Linked DNA regions of Mus musculus: regions 1, 3, 4 and 5 are each linked to region 2. The links are chromatin contacts, called in public HiChIP or PLAC-seq and promoter capture Hi-C maps. All regions are on one chromosome and are shown on one strand. Each heading gives the region's core, a stretch centred on a gene start, on an enhancer-like site or on the middle of the called end of the contact. The rest is flanking DNA. Distances are from core to core; before and after follow the strand shown.

Evidence for each region. Promoter capture Hi-C pulls out the DNA fragments that hold promoters and counts their contacts. HiChIP or PLAC-seq counts read pairs in DNA pulled down with a chosen protein or histone mark.
Region 1: an H3K4me3 HiChIP or PLAC-seq map of embryonic stem cells shows a contact between it and region 2, with 23 read pairs. The contact joins the enhancer-like site here to the promoter of Dhx34 in region 2. A contact is called at or near these places in 4 of 39 promoter capture datasets (erythroid cells, hippocampal neurons, macrophages and 1 more), 2 of 484 Hi-C or Micro-C datasets (embryonic stem cells and erythroblasts), 10 of 115 datasets of contacts at active chromatin or transcription factors (the 230-238 cell line, CD8 T cells, the SCID.adh cell line and 5 more) and 4 of 9 other capture datasets (adipose tissue, embryonic stem cells, liver and 1 more).
Region 3: a promoter capture Hi-C map of macrophages shows a contact between it and region 2, with 5 read pairs. The contact joins the enhancer-like site here to the promoter of Dhx34 in region 2. A contact is called at or near these places in 3 of 39 promoter capture datasets (cranial neural crest, embryonic stem cells and macrophages), 2 of 115 datasets of contacts at active chromatin or transcription factors (embryonic stem cells and large pre-B cells) and 2 of 9 other capture datasets (adipose tissue and liver).
Region 4: an H3K27ac HiChIP or PLAC-seq map of embryonic stem cells shows a contact between it and region 2, with 5 read pairs. The contact joins the enhancer-like site here to the promoter of Dhx34 in region 2. A contact is called at or near these places in 1 of 39 promoter capture datasets (macrophages), 4 of 484 Hi-C or Micro-C datasets (cerebellum, embryonic fibroblasts, granulocyte-monocyte progenitors and 1 more), 3 of 115 datasets of contacts at active chromatin or transcription factors (effector CD8 T cells, embryonic stem cells and memory CD8 T cells) and 2 of 9 other capture datasets (adipose tissue and liver).
Region 5: a promoter capture Hi-C map of the HPC-7 cell line shows a contact between it and region 2. The contact joins the promoter of Zfp541 here to the promoter of Dhx34 in region 2. A contact is called at or near these places in 12 of 39 promoter capture datasets (the C10 cell line, the HPC-7 cell line, cranial neural crest and 9 more), 2 of 484 Hi-C or Micro-C datasets (neural progenitor cells and pancreatic cancer cells), 3 of 115 datasets of contacts at active chromatin or transcription factors (embryonic stem cells and large pre-B cells) and 5 of 9 other capture datasets (adipose tissue, embryonic stem cells, liver and 2 more).

What each region holds. Positions count from the first base shown.
Region 1 is chr7:16,050,665-16,053,364 of GRCm38.p6, forward strand. No RefSeq gene overlaps it. Among named protein-coding and RNA genes, the nearest start is that of Gm32059, 5.8 kb to the left of the region's middle. Within about 2 kb of position 1,402, at least 341 of the 459 cell types and tissues checked have an H3K27ac peak or open chromatin away from gene starts, as enhancers often do. A contact at or near this core is called in CD8 T cells, the SCID.adh cell line, adipose tissue and 10 more, where this site is marked.
Region 2 is chr7:16,220,760-16,223,459 of GRCm38.p6, forward strand. It overlaps Dhx34 (DEAH (Asp-Glu-Ala-His) box polypeptide 34), which reads right to left and starts at 1,273. Exons shown (of 17, transcript NM_027883.3): 1 at 1,239-1,273.
Region 3 is chr7:16,001,844-16,004,543 of GRCm38.p6, forward strand. It overlaps a transcript of Bicra not described here. Among named protein-coding and RNA genes, the nearest start is that of Bicra, 3.7 kb to the left of the region's middle. Within about 2 kb of position 1,393, at least 153 of the 459 cell types and tissues checked have an H3K27ac peak or open chromatin away from gene starts, as enhancers often do. A contact at or near this core is called in adipose tissue and macrophages, where this site is marked.
Region 4 is chr7:16,364,929-16,367,628 of GRCm38.p6, forward strand. Sae1 (SUMO1 activating enzyme subunit 1) reads right to left here. Exons shown (of 9, transcript NM_019748.3): 5 at 1,879-1,978. Among named protein-coding and RNA genes, the nearest start is that of Sae1, 22 kb to the right of the region's middle. Within about 2 kb of position 1,338, at least 128 of the 459 cell types and tissues checked have an H3K27ac peak or open chromatin away from gene starts, as enhancers often do. A contact at or near this core is called in adipose tissue, effector CD8 T cells, embryonic stem cells and 2 more, where this site is marked.
Region 5 is chr7:16,070,553-16,073,332 of GRCm38.p6, forward strand. Zfp541 (zinc finger protein 541) reads left to right here and starts at 1,293. Exons shown (of 16, transcript NM_001099277.2): 1 at 1,293-1,696. The coding sequence starts at 1,390.

The DNA of each region.
Region 1 (2,700 bases), core at 152-2,651, 170 kb before region 2:
CTATGACGAATACCCCAGACCTCTTAGCTTAGGCGAGGGCTGTAAACACACGCTACTTGGAAGTCCTTGGCTGGGTGTGGAGGAGCCAAGACAAGCCAGCCCCCAAGCTGAGCAAGAGCTGGCACAGACCTGGGAGATCAAATGGCTATTTTCCCTGAGCATCCCTGAAAGCCCATCCAGGCTTCCAAGCTAGTGACAAGAGCCCAAGGTATTCAAAAAGCACTGTGGGGCTGGTGACACAGTTCAGTTGCTAGAGTTTATCCTAGGTCCACATACACTAGGCATAGTGGGCTGCACACCTATACCCCAACACTCTGAATGTATTCAGGAGCATCAAAAGTTTAGGATCAGCGCTTGGAGACATAGCTCTGCGGTTAAGACTTTGAATTACTCTTACAAGAAGACCCAGGGACTGTTCCCGGCATCCATGTCAGCTTACAACAGCCTTTAATTCCAATCCCAGAAGAGTGCATGGATACCCTCTTTTAGCCTCCTTAGGCACTGGAATTCAACGTGTATATATTCAAACAAGAATACCATAGTTCGAAATAAAAATCAATTTCCAAAAACAACAATAGTCAATCACATATCAAATCTAAGGCTCACTTGGGCTACACATGACCCAGCACATCTTTAGTTCTAGCACTTGGGAGGCAGATGAAGGTGGGTCTTTTTGAGTTCAAGGCCTGCCTGCATAATGAGACCCTTACTTGATGAAGAAATAATATTTTTTAAAGAGCTCAGATGGTGCCGGGCAGTGGTGGCGCACGCCTTTAATCCCAGCACTCGGTAGGCAGAGGCAGGCGGATTTGTGAGTTTGAGGCCAGCCTGGTCTACAAAGTGAGTTCCAGGACAGCCAGGGCCACACAGAGAAACCCTGTCTCGAAAAACCAAAAAATAAAAAATAAAAAAAGAGCTCAGATGGCTGCTGCTTCTTTCTTTCTTTCTTTCTTTCTTTCTTTCTTTCTTTCTTTCAAACCTCTTTTGCAGGTTAAACCCAGGGTCTCACACAGCAAGTCACCATCCCTAGCCTTCTTTTTCACTTCTTATATTGACAGGGTCTAAGTTGCTAAAGTTCAGGGCTTGAACTTGCTATCCTCCTGCCTCAGCTTCCTTAGCTGCAGTGATGACAGACCTGCACCACCAGGCTAGGCTGACAGTTTTAATTATGATAGTATAGTGGAAAAGAAAAGGTAGAAGCCCCGTGTTCTTGCTGTGGACAAGGCCAGATATTGGAGAACTGCCTTGCCCGAAGGGCCTGACATCATCTTGTCCTCTGAACCCTCCTCCAGCCTTTTTCCGCACATTTCTGCATATGCCTTAGCTCTTATCAGAGCCCTGAGCCTTTCAGAAACTCAGCTCACTACAGCCCAGCTCCTACCCTGGAGAACCTCGTCAGCGCCATCTGTCTACAGACGGTGTCAATAGCATCCGCTTAATAGCCTAGGTGGGCTTCAGTCTTGCTCTGTAGCCTAGGGCGGACCTGGAACTCTCCTGACCCCCCAGCCTCCACCTTCCGGGATTACAGCTTTAACCACCACGCCTGGATGGTGCTGTGAAAACCAGGGCTTCTTAGATAGTAGATTAAGTACCAACTGCACCACATCTCCAGTTCTATTTTTCAGTGTGTGTATGTTTCTCTCCTTCCAACACGTGGTTTCTGGAGATAAATTTCAGATCAAGTTTTGGTGGCAAGCGCCATTATTCACTGAGCCACCTCGTCAGCCCCTCTTCCACCTCCCCACCTCCGGATTTTAAATAAATGGCTTCCTCCACTGAAAGTAGAAACACTTCCCCGCGGCTCCTGTCAGGCAATGGAAGCTTCAAACTTTGCGCCCCAATTGTTTCATTATCCGAGAAACTGATGGCACACGATTGGTGCATTTTTTCTTTTGCATATAACACTTCAACAACCAAAGCCTGACTCCCGTCCTGAAACACTCCTGCCTTTCCAGGTTGCTTTAAATAAGGGTGAGAAGAGAAAGTTTTTACGAGACTTCCAAGGGCCCGGGTCTTGGTGGCCAGGAGGAGGAAGAGAAGGGGATTCCTTCGTAGTCTCTGTCCTCTAGCTATACCCTTCCACTGTGGCCATAAGGTACCCCTTCTGAGGACAGCCAAGACCGGAGCGCTGTAATCCGGCAGCAAAATCAGGCAGCGATTAGCCCAGCCCGGCCTGGGGTCCTCAGCACCGCAAGTGCGAGGGGCGGAGTCTGGCCTTTGATTGGCCGCATGTGGGGGCGTGGCCACAGCTCCGCCCCACCTCTACCCCCCACACACAAGATAAAATAGGCTTCGCGCCCTGGTGCTCGAAATTATTCGTGTAGTGGGTGTGGCTTATGTTTGTTTACACGCTTCTATTGGCTGCATTTGAATCGGCCCGAGCGGGTGGGCTTCGGAGGCGTGGCCTCGGAGGGCGGGGCCGGCGGCTGACAGCTCTTAGAGTACCGAAACGCTAATGAGGGGATTTTGGATCTGAAGAATCCTTTTGGGGTTTCTGTCAGCTTCCTTAATAAAGGCCAGTCAAGAAACTGAGGCGCACGTTTTTGTAAACATTCCTAAAACAAAATAAAACAAAAACCATGACTATGTTTTAAAAAGCAGATGCAACCTAGCTGGCCAACAATGAAAAACTCTGAAATCAGCTATGATCCTGGCCCACAGTGGGACAGGAAGTCACTGCAATAAACAAGGAAACCGCAA
Region 2 (2,700 bases), core at 23-2,522:
ATGACAGGACTGAGAGAACTCTATTCTAGAAGGGAATGAGGACCAGGCCTTGGAAAGCTGCTAGAAGATGGAGCCAGTGATCCTCAGAAAAAGACTGGGACAGTAAGGAGGAGAAAGCTCCTTCTAGGCAACAAAAACCCTGACTCACACTAGGCCCAACATCAGCACCCATGGCTGCCAATGGGTCTGTTCCCTCGGGCATTTTACTCCTTCATTTGGTTTGGGGTCTCAGGTAGTTTAGCCTAACCTTGAACTCTCCACACAGATAAGCATGACCTTGAACTCACTCACCATCCAGTCTCCACCACATAAGTGCTGGGACTGCAAGTAAGCACCATTATGTCCAAGTATGGCTTACCGGGCCATCTTCCCAATACCTCTCTTTCTATTTCTCTATTTCTCCCTCTCTCCCCTCTCTCTCCTCTCTCTCTCTCTCTCTCTCCCTCCCTCCCTCTCTTCCTCAGACCTCCATTTGAATTTCTCCACTTTCTCCATCTTGTTTCAACTTTTCCTCAAATTTATTTATTTTTGGAGACAAGAGTCATCCTATGTAGACTGGGTTGGCCTTTAACTCACAATCCTCCTGCTTCAGCCTCCTGTGCTCAGATCCAGCACCTAGCTCCCGGCCCTCTATTTGTTTACAGTTCTCCAGTCAATACTTTTATCTACCAATGGTGCCTTTCTTTACAGCTACCACTCCGGTATTTCTGTGTAGTCTCAATCACATATGTATACATATATGTTCACTTTCTCACAACATTAAGACTATTTCCACTCTATTTTGCTAAGCTAAATAAGCAGTGCGAGGAACGCAAATCTGGGGTGCATTTCTTCCTTTCGCCATTTTTCAGCACGACTCTACTATCACCTCCAACTTTCAAGGTTCTGTTTCAAACTCCATCTTTTCATAACTGTGGGTCTCACCACCATCCAGGCTTTCTTGCCAATCTCTTCCTGGCGCCCTTGTGAGCCTCTCTTGCAGGCACCCCATCACCCTGGTCCCCTTTTCTCTCCCTTTCTCAGAAACTTGTTCCCTCTGTGGTTTCAGTTCCGGGCCTCTTGGTCCTCCAGCTTCTAAGAATCGCGCACCGCCAGAGCTCTCTGGGTCCTGGCACATTCCTTCATTAAAATTGGGGTTCTCTTGACTCCCCTGCTCGCTCGGAACTATAGCCCCACACAAATCCTGCACCAGGGACCAAAGCCACGCAGACACCCCGCACACACGCCCCGCCCCTTACCTCCGAAATAGCACGGACGCCTCAACTTCCGGTCCTAAATGGTCTGCGCCTGCGCACGCTCCCGCCACTCTCCAGACTGCGCATGCGCAGATCGCGAAAGCGCGACCTGGCCTCTCCGTACAATGAAGCCCAATAGGGAGTAGCGGGCGGGCCAATGCCCATCGCACAAAGCGCTCTTGGGCACCTGGCTTCAGGCAGTGTTTTGGGTGATTTGACGCCCTCTAGAGGCCAGAGGAGGGGTTATAGGTAAGTGCCAGTCCCTAGCCGTGTCCTCTCCACAGCCCTGTAAACCCAGAATTACTAGAAAGTCAAAAGTTTCGGGTCCAAAAAACAAAACAACGCACGCCTCTAATCCCAGCACTTGGGAGGCAGAGGCAGGCGGATTTCTGAGTTCGAGGCCAGCCTGGTCTACAGAGTGAGTTCCAGGACAGCCAGAGCTACACAGAGAAACCCTCTCTCAAAAAAACAAACAAACAAACAAACAAAAAGTTTAGGGTCAGCAAGGGAGCTCAAACACTATTAAAACAGTCCCGTGACTGGGCGAACTAGTGCACGCCTTAAATTCCAGCACTTGGGAGGCAAAGGGAGGTGGATCTCGGTAAGTTCAAGGCCAGCCTGGACTACATAGTGAGTTCAGGTCATCCAGGACTACATATCTAGACCATCTCAAAAACCTAATTAAATTAATAAGACAGTCATGTGGTCACTCTATCACTATAACTCACTAATAAATAATCAGATGTAACCCCAGCAGCCTTAAGCCAGGGACCAGCTCTGTGCTGATCAGTCTTGTGTCCCCTTAAAGCCCTCTCTAGAGCCACACATGTTAAATTAATGACTAAATGGGTGAGAAAAGACTCCAGAGAAAACTACACAGTACTCCTCGATGTGCCAATCACTGGGGAACTGAGCCTCAGTTTCCCCATCGATAACCTAAGAAAACTTGTTGCAAAAAAAAAAAAAAGTCGCTGAAAAGCATATATAAAAATATATAGGCCAGGCTGGGTTGTAGCCAGGTTTTGAGTTCTCTGTTTCCTCTTCTGGTTTCTCTGTGCAGCTCACTTTTTCCCCCCATTCAGATATTAGTGCACTGAAGCTGTCATCTCTGACCTTGCTTCTAAAAGCAGCTCCCTCCACAGAGCGGGCATTATTGCTCAATATTTTATTTCTTTGCTTATTCATGTATTTCAGACAAGAACTTTCTCCTTTGCCCAGGCTCCAACTACTCATCCTTCCACCACCGCCTCCTGAGCGCTGGAATGTTCTTCACCCCGTCCTATTTAATCTTACTTTTGTGACTATCTCTGTGTCCTCCAGTAAGATGTGTGCTCCGTAAAAGTGGAGAACTCTTCTGTTTTGTTCACCAAAGTCTCCTCTGTGCAGAGAAAGAACCCCAGACCTTAAGAATGTACCCCTCCCCAGGTAGTACAATACTAAGGGTAAAGAAGACATTTGGGGGCTG
Region 3 (2,700 bases), core at 143-2,642, 220 kb before region 2:
AAAAGACTGGGTGTGGTGTCATACATTTGTAACCTCAGCATGAGAGAGGCAGAGATAAAAGATCTCTGGGGTTTGCTGGCCAGGTGGCTTCATGTGTTGGTGCGCTACAGTTCAGTGAGGAACTGTCTCAAGGAAGGGTGATATTATAGGTTGTTCTCTGGTCTCCAACCACAAAGAAAGAGAGCAAGTGAGAGAGATGAGATGGAGGGCAGGGAGGGAGATTGTTCCCCAATGAAGGATTGGAGATGGAGGTGTGGCTCAGTGGTAGAGCCCCTGCCTAGAATCCCCCAGTGAGGGGCTGGGGGCGTGGCTCAGTGTTAGAACACCTGACTAACATGCACAAGGATCCTGGGATGATCTCCAGAGAAAATACACAACCAATAGCACACAAAAGGATGCCCAGCATGATTCATCGTGAGGGAAACACACTCAAAGCCCCAAGGAGACAAGGCCCCACACCCCTCAGAGCGGCTACCATGAAGAAACTGGGAAGTAGCAAGTGTTGGCAGGGCTGTGGGAAACCGGAGCCCTTGCTCACTGCTGGAGGGAGTACAGCTCTGTTGGCTGCTGTGGTAGGGTTTGGCAGTTCCTCAGAACATTAAAAATAGCACTAGCAGTCAGCACAGTAACTCCACTTCTGGGTGCATGTGCAAAGAAATCAAAAGTCTTAAATAGGGATTGGTACACCAGAGGCCACCATTGCGTTTTCCACAACAGCTCACCGAAGCCGCCTGAGTATCCGTGAATGGATGGATAGATAAATCAGCTGTAGTGTGTATCTGTACAATGGAACATCCAGGAAGCTCTAATATGTACACAGAGATCAGCAGTTCTCAACCTGTGTGTGGGTCACGACCCCTTTGGCAAACTTCTAGCTTCAAAAGTATTTACATTATGATTCACAACAGTAGCAAAATTACAGTTATGAAGTAACGAAAATACTTTCATGATTTGGGGGCCACCACAGCATGAGGAATTATATTAAAGGGCTATGGTATTAGGAAGGTTGAAAACCACTGTCACAGGCAGACCTTGAGTTTGGAAAGCTGAAAAGAGGTGCAGGTGCTAGCACGGTGGCTCTAATCCTGGTGGTTGGGAGGCAGGGAGATCAGGAGTTCAAACTCATCCTCAGACACAGAGTGAGGTCAAGGCCTCCTTAGACTTCACAAGGGTCTGCTTCAGAAAACAAAAACAAACAAACAAACAAAAAAAAAAAAAAAAAAAAGGGAAAAAGAGGCCAGGAAGAGTGAATAAAGTCACCCACCACCAAGCTTGGCAATCCATCTACAAGTGTGCACCACACGTAGATAGATCAGAGAAAGGGTGGAGAGATGACTCAGCAGTCAAGAGCACTGACTGATCTTCCAAACGACCAAGGTTCAATTCCTGGCACCCACACTGCAGCTGATAACCATCTGTGACTCCAGGCTTACATGCATGTGGTGCGCAGTCACACACACAGGCAAAACACTCATACACGTAAGATGTAAAAATAAAATGAATAAAAATGTAATCATCCCCCACCCCTGAAAAAAGAAGCAAAGCAAAACCCACAATAGGATCCACTAGCCCATGTCCAATGGCCTCCTCTTTCACTGCCTCCCTGCTACAAGTGGGCCTTATCAGGGCAGGGTTGTCATCCTCTTCCTCTCTGAGATCCCTGGATCCCACCCTGTGGTGGTAGAAAGAGGCTCAATGAACGTAGAGAGTGAATAAATGAATTCACAGTGGATGTTAAATAAACAAGTTCACTCTTTTGTTCAAAGAGCATCCACTAAATGCCTCTTGTAAATAGAGAGAGGTAATGATACCTGAGAGGTTCAGGGCTATGCTCTCACGGAGGGGCACGTGGCCAGTGCTTCTCACCCAGGGACGGCCCTTCCCAGCTCAGCCCATCTGCTTAACACCTCTTGAAAAAGCAACTGAGCCATACAAAGCTATTGACCCCAAACAGCAGCACCCACTAACAAGACCTGCTGTGGAAGTCAGGCATATGAGCTGAGTGACACAGATGGAGCCCACGGTGTCGTGGCTCTGCCTCAGTCTCAGGACAGAGTGGACATATGACAAAGCCACTGTCAACATGCTGGGGCTTCCCCCAGGCAGCTGAATATATAGTTAGAGGATGCTATAATGGCAGAGACCTGGGGCTCACTTACTCCTATACCTCTCTCTACTGAGGCTGACCGATATATCTGGGGCCCACTCATTACTGCTGCTCTCTCTGTTAGTGACTGAGTCCTAGGTCACACTTGTTACTGTAGCTCTCCCAAACAAGGTTGACAGACACACCACCAAACCCACATTGCCCAAACGTGTCCTGGACATCAGGTCTAGTACGAGCCCTGTCCCCCGAGTGACAGTTACAAAGAAACGAAACTGAGCCATGCTTTCCAGTAAAAGAAGAGTGACACGCAGGGGTGAGGACACTGGGTCCTAACCACATTGTGGGGCCAGAACTTGAACTCAGACCCCATGACTCTGAAGCTCTGAGTCTTCCCCAGAAGGCCTGCCAACTGCAAGCAGCCTGGGGAGAAGAGCAGTGACAGGGTGTCCTTCCAGAAAGCCCAGAGGATCCCTCCTCCACTCGGAATGCAACTGGAGTTTTGTGTTGTCATCGGGAGCTGCAGGGGAGCCAGCCTTCTAGTGGGATCTGGAATTCAAAGGCTCCAATAAACACAAAAGAATGGCTACTGTTCA
Region 4 (2,700 bases), core at 88-2,587, 140 kb after region 2:
CTGCCACACCCTGTCCTTGCCCTGTGTTCTTGGTGAGACACAAAGCCAAGGTCTGGAATCCAGGGGATTGTCAGAAGGAATGTGCTGCATGCTGTGCGCCCTCAAGAGCTCAGGGTTGGAATCCCAGCTGAATAGTCCCATTGTAACAGCTGACTAACAATGTCAGCTGGGGAATATTTTGATATCTTCAATTTCTGCCCTCTGTAAGGAAGACATTGCACAAAGGGCAAAGTGCCGGCAGAGCGCTCAGGAATGGCACACCAAGACTGCCAAGTACTGGCCTGGGGTCCCCACATTCTCCTCATAGTGACAGAAAAGTGGCTCCCAAATGAAGCTTCCATATCCACCCTAGTGGGCATCATCAGAAGGGATTCCAGGGAAACTTCCAGCTGTGAATGGCTAACAAAGCAAGGGCTTTTTCCATATGAATGCAAAATGTGGGCCTCAATCAGAGAAGGCCCTTAAGCCATAAAACCCTTCACACCAGGGCCAAGTGTCACACTTGTAAGAGGGTGTGATTTATAAACTGACAGAGCCGCCCACAAAGCTCCTTTTGTGTTCCTCCATTTGTTAACAATGTCTCTCCCCACCAAACTCAGGCAACCCAGCAGAGAAAGCCTGACTGGGCCTCAAAAAGAAAGGACTCCAGGTTTGTTCACTCCGGGTAATTACAGTCCTGTGAATAGACACTAAAATTAGAGCTTAATAATTCCTCGGCATCAGGCTCACAGATAAAGCTATCCCAACACAAACACAAAAGTAAGGGACAGAAAATGCAGTTTTGTCTTGCTAGAAAACTTAGTCCCAGTGCTGTGGAACCTGCACAGAACCTCTAACCCTCAATGAAACTTTAAATGAATGTTCCAACCAACGGCTTTCCTTAAATATGGGTTTGGTCCCATTATTTCTCAGTTTTGTGAAACCAATACCAGCCACTTCAAATTGCTTTCCCTAGTACAAGATTTTCTTGTCTAACACCGGCTAAAGAAACCATTGCCTTCTGTTTGCTTTCCTAACTGCTTTCTCTAAAATGAGATTAAACACTGCACTAGACCCAAACACATGTCTAAGTCCCCAGGTTCTACGCCCAATGGTTTTTTGTTTTGTTTTGTTTTGTTTTTTTTTGGGGGGGGGGGGGGAGACCCACACAACACCAGCAATTACTATCCACATATTAAAGACCTTTCTGTTGGTTTGGGGACAAAGTCTCAGGTAGCCCAAGCTAACCTGGAACTGGAGCTTTGAACTTCTGATCCTTAGTCTCCACTTCCTAAATGCTGAGATGATAAGGCCTGAGTCACCACGCTGGGCTTACTGCCACGGGAACACAGATCCTCCTCTACAATAACCAGTGCCAGCCCAGCTCTTTACCTTTCTGAGACAGGAGCTCTTACTGAACCTGGTGCTCACTACACTGACCGCTCGTCTCCCTCCCGGGCACTGTCACACAGGCACAAGCCGTCTGGGGTGACTTGCTCAGCGCGCTTGTACAGGAAACACTTTATTACTGAGCATCTCAAGTCACACTGTGGCTCACAACTGTCTAACTCCACACTCAGGTCTAAGACCCACTTCCAGTCTCATACGTCACTGTCACATGACACATGTGACACTAGAAGTCAAAACTGATGGCTTTTATGCCAAATCAGTTACACAAGCTTGTCATCTGGCTACCACGGTGCTGCAGCACAAGAGTACTTGATCATTTGAGAGGCTGTCAGAACAGTGAAGGATCTGGAATATAAACCCATTTTCTCGGGAGGAGAGAGCTGCCTGGAATCAGCAGTAGCTATACCCACTCTCGAACTTCCTCTTCCAGGCTTCCCTCATTTGCAGTTACGAGGCCCCAGGGTTTCCAACCTCAGCTCTCTCGCTTACCTTTTTGACCATGGTTGTCTCTGATGAATCAAGCTTTGCTCTCTTGGCCTCAGGTCCATCTTCCACTCCTTGGCTTACTTTGGCAACTTTGGTTTTCTCTCTAGAAGAGACAATGGGAGGAAGCCAAGTTTGAAAGTCACATCACTGGAATGTAATGAGCAAAAGGCTGAGTTCAAGTACAGCCTTGTCTACAGAGTGAGTTCCAAGGCTACAGAGAAATCCTGCCTTGATAAACAAAACAAATATACAACCAAAATAGAGCAAAAAAGTTTTTGAATCAATGAGGCCTGAGCTCAAATCTCATCACGGTCCCTGGAGAGATCTGATAAATCAGTTAGCCATTTTTAAACTAGCTGTCCCTGATGTGATAATGGGAAAAGAACGTAAGTAAACTGCCTAGCATAAGCAAGCTCCCATAAGCCAAAGAGACTGCTTTGCAAACATTCTTGAAGAATCAAAAACTAAAGAGCCAAACCTAATTCCTCCTTGTGCTGTGGAAATTTCATGTTAAGAGTAGCCCAGCCTGCTCTTGTTTTAACTGTGCAATTCATTGCACTCCTAGAATCAGACCTTTCTAAAGCTGCTGGGTGGCTAGGGTAGGAGATGGCGAGAACACATTTGCCCCTTTCAAAGGTTGTCGTCGTTGTCCCCCTCCCCCACTGGTTTTCGAGACAGGGTTTTTCTGTGTAGCCCTGGCTGTCCTGGAACTCACTCTGTAGATCAGGCTAGCCTTGAACTCAGAGGTCTACCTGCCTCTGCTTCCCAGATGCTGGGATTAAGGTGTGCACCAGCCAAGAAACTTGTGGGCCAGAGAAATACCAA
Region 5 (2,780 bases), core at 43-2,542, 150 kb before region 2:
ATAATAAAGTTTTGTTGTTTTGTTTTGTGTTTCTGTGGTAAGATAGGTGAGAATTATTTGAATTCAATATGAATTTAGTATTTTCTTTCCCTTCCTTCCCTTTTCATTTCTCTCTCCTCTTACCTTTGCTTCCCCTCCCCATCTTTCTCCTCTCTTCATCCCTATCTTCCTTCCTCCCTCTTCTCTTTTCTTTTCTTCTCCTGCTTGTTTTTCCTAGGCCAGTCTTGAACTCCTGGATTCAAGGACTTGTCTCGCTCAACTTCTGGCATGCTAGAAGTATAGGTGGGCACCACTGCATATCCCCTTATCTTTTAATTTGTTTTAAGATCATTCATATATTCTTCTGAGTGAATTTTGATAATCTGTCTATTTCTAGAAATTTGCTCATTGATTTTTTTGTATCTGAGTTCAATGACTTAACACATTGGGTGTGTATTGTAGCCTATCTTCTGTGTGAGTGCACTGTCTAAACACAGTTCTTCATAGTACTTCCTTGTAATCTTTTTTATTTTTAGAATGTGGTTAGTAAAACTTCCTCTTTTATTCCTTTTTGGGGATCAGGGTGATAGGACTATTGAGACAGCATCTCATGAAACACAGGCTGGCCTCAAACTATCTATTTACCCAAGGATATCTTGCCTCCATATCCCAAATGTTGGGACTACAGGCATGCCTGGTTTATGTGATGCTGAGTGGAGCCTAGAAGTTTGAGTGTGCTAGGATAGGCATTTTACTAACTGAGCTACACCCCCAACCTAACTTCAACATTTACTCTATATTAAAACTCATTGTATTTACTTTTTTTTTTTTTTTTTTGTATGAGACTTTCCCAGTCCAGGCTCTTTTACACACACAGTAAGCCTCCCTTTGTGCAGTGGTATTTCATGTGTCTCCTGGCCACATGGAACAAGTGGACAAGCATCCCCAGGCTTAAACTTGGGCCTGGATGTCCCAGTGGACTGACTTGTGCCTGCACAGACTCTAACTTTGAGTTTCCTTGTTGCTGGCCTTGGGATTTTCCTTGCTTGTCTTTTCTGCCTAGACACACATTAAAGTCTATTTGATCTTTCTAATATTTATAACTGGAGGCAGAGGACTCTGCAGTCCACCATGTGTTATTCTTTTGTCTAGTTGACAGATGAGGAAATGGAGTTCATGGATCTTGCCCAAGGTCGTGCAGCAAGGTTAAATGGCTAAGAACAGACCCATCTCAGTGGCTCCATTTTCAAGTCTACATTCTGCCTACTACACCTACCACCTCTTGATTCTAATACGTCCTTGTTCATTTTCAGGAGCTAGCTGCCAGCGAGGGCTCTTCCCTTCCTGACTCTGGACACGGCTTTGCTTGTCTGGAGACGGGCTCTAGCCAGGACCTGGCAGTGGAAAGCCATGGAGCCATACAGTCTTGGGGAAGAGGGAGCACTTCCATCAGAAGGGCACCTCCCATCCTTCTCTGAAAGTCAAGTGCTCAACTGCAGTGACACACTCAACCGGGACCTGGGCCCCAGCACACGGGACCTGCTCTACGCTGGCTTAAGCGGTTTGGACCTTGACCCCAGTCTCTCCACATCTGATATGCCCAGTGAAGTGCTAGAGGACAATCTGGACACCCTGTCCCTATACTCGGGGAAGGACAGTGACTCTGTGAAGCTGCTGGAAGAATATGCAGACTCTGAGTCACAGACCTCCTTACAAGGTGAGGCTGCTCATGGACTGAGCACCTACAGTTCCTGCAGGTAGCCAGGGACTGAATCCGCTGGCATTGGCTAGGAAAGGTCTCCTTAGCTGGGCATGATGATGCCTGCTCATAACTCCAGCATGTAGAATACAAACACAGGAGGAACACTGCAAATAGAGGCCAGCCAGAGCTACATAGTAAGACCCTGACTTCAACATGCTAATAAAGGGAAGGAAGGAAAGGAAAAACAAAACAAAAATCTCTTCTTGTAGAGGAGGCTTTTATCCTACTTTGGAATTGTCAGCTTGTGGGTTCTGGGTGTTAAATACAGGTCCTCAGGCTTCCGTAGCTTGTGCTTTTACCACCGAGCCATCCCACAGACTGGCATCCCCATCTTTGATCTGTGTGGAGGCAGACCATCAGGCTTGTAGGGGACGTTTATATTACTGCTGTATCTCAAGAGCATTTGTCCAGAGTAAGTGGGGATCCTGTCCATTCTGTCTTGTACTAGTCCAGCTTTTCCAGACCTCATGTCATGTAAAATAAGGGGACCCCAATCCTCACATGCCCACTGCTCTAGAACAATGGTGAGACATGAAAAGGAGAAGACTGCAAAAGCCTCCCATAGACCATAATGTACCAGACAGGTGCTTGATTAAATCCTGCTTTGTCTTTTTAAAAGAGGGAGGTCTTGCCATCTTTTCAGAACACTGAGGCTCCATCAGACCTCTTGCCTCAGTCTGTCCAGGAACCAGGACTATAGATTGTGCCATGCCCAGCTAGTTGTTTTTTACAACCAATATTGTCAGTAATACTTCATCTTAAATAGGGCCTTGATTCAGTTCCAAGGTTTTCTCTTCAACCATCGAAGAAAAGGAGAGAATTAGTGAAATAATTGAGCAGCTTGTGTGAGTGTCATTTTAGTTTGCTGTTGGTCTCCTGTGGAAGGGAGTTCTCTTGTTTAATTTTGGTTTGGTTCTGATCCTCTTTATTGGTTCCTGGAAAGTTGCTTCAATGGGTTGACTTGGGTAGAGGTCCAGGGAGTTTATAATCCCACTGTTTGAAGGGAAGTCCACATCTAAATGCCTGAAACTCAGTAATT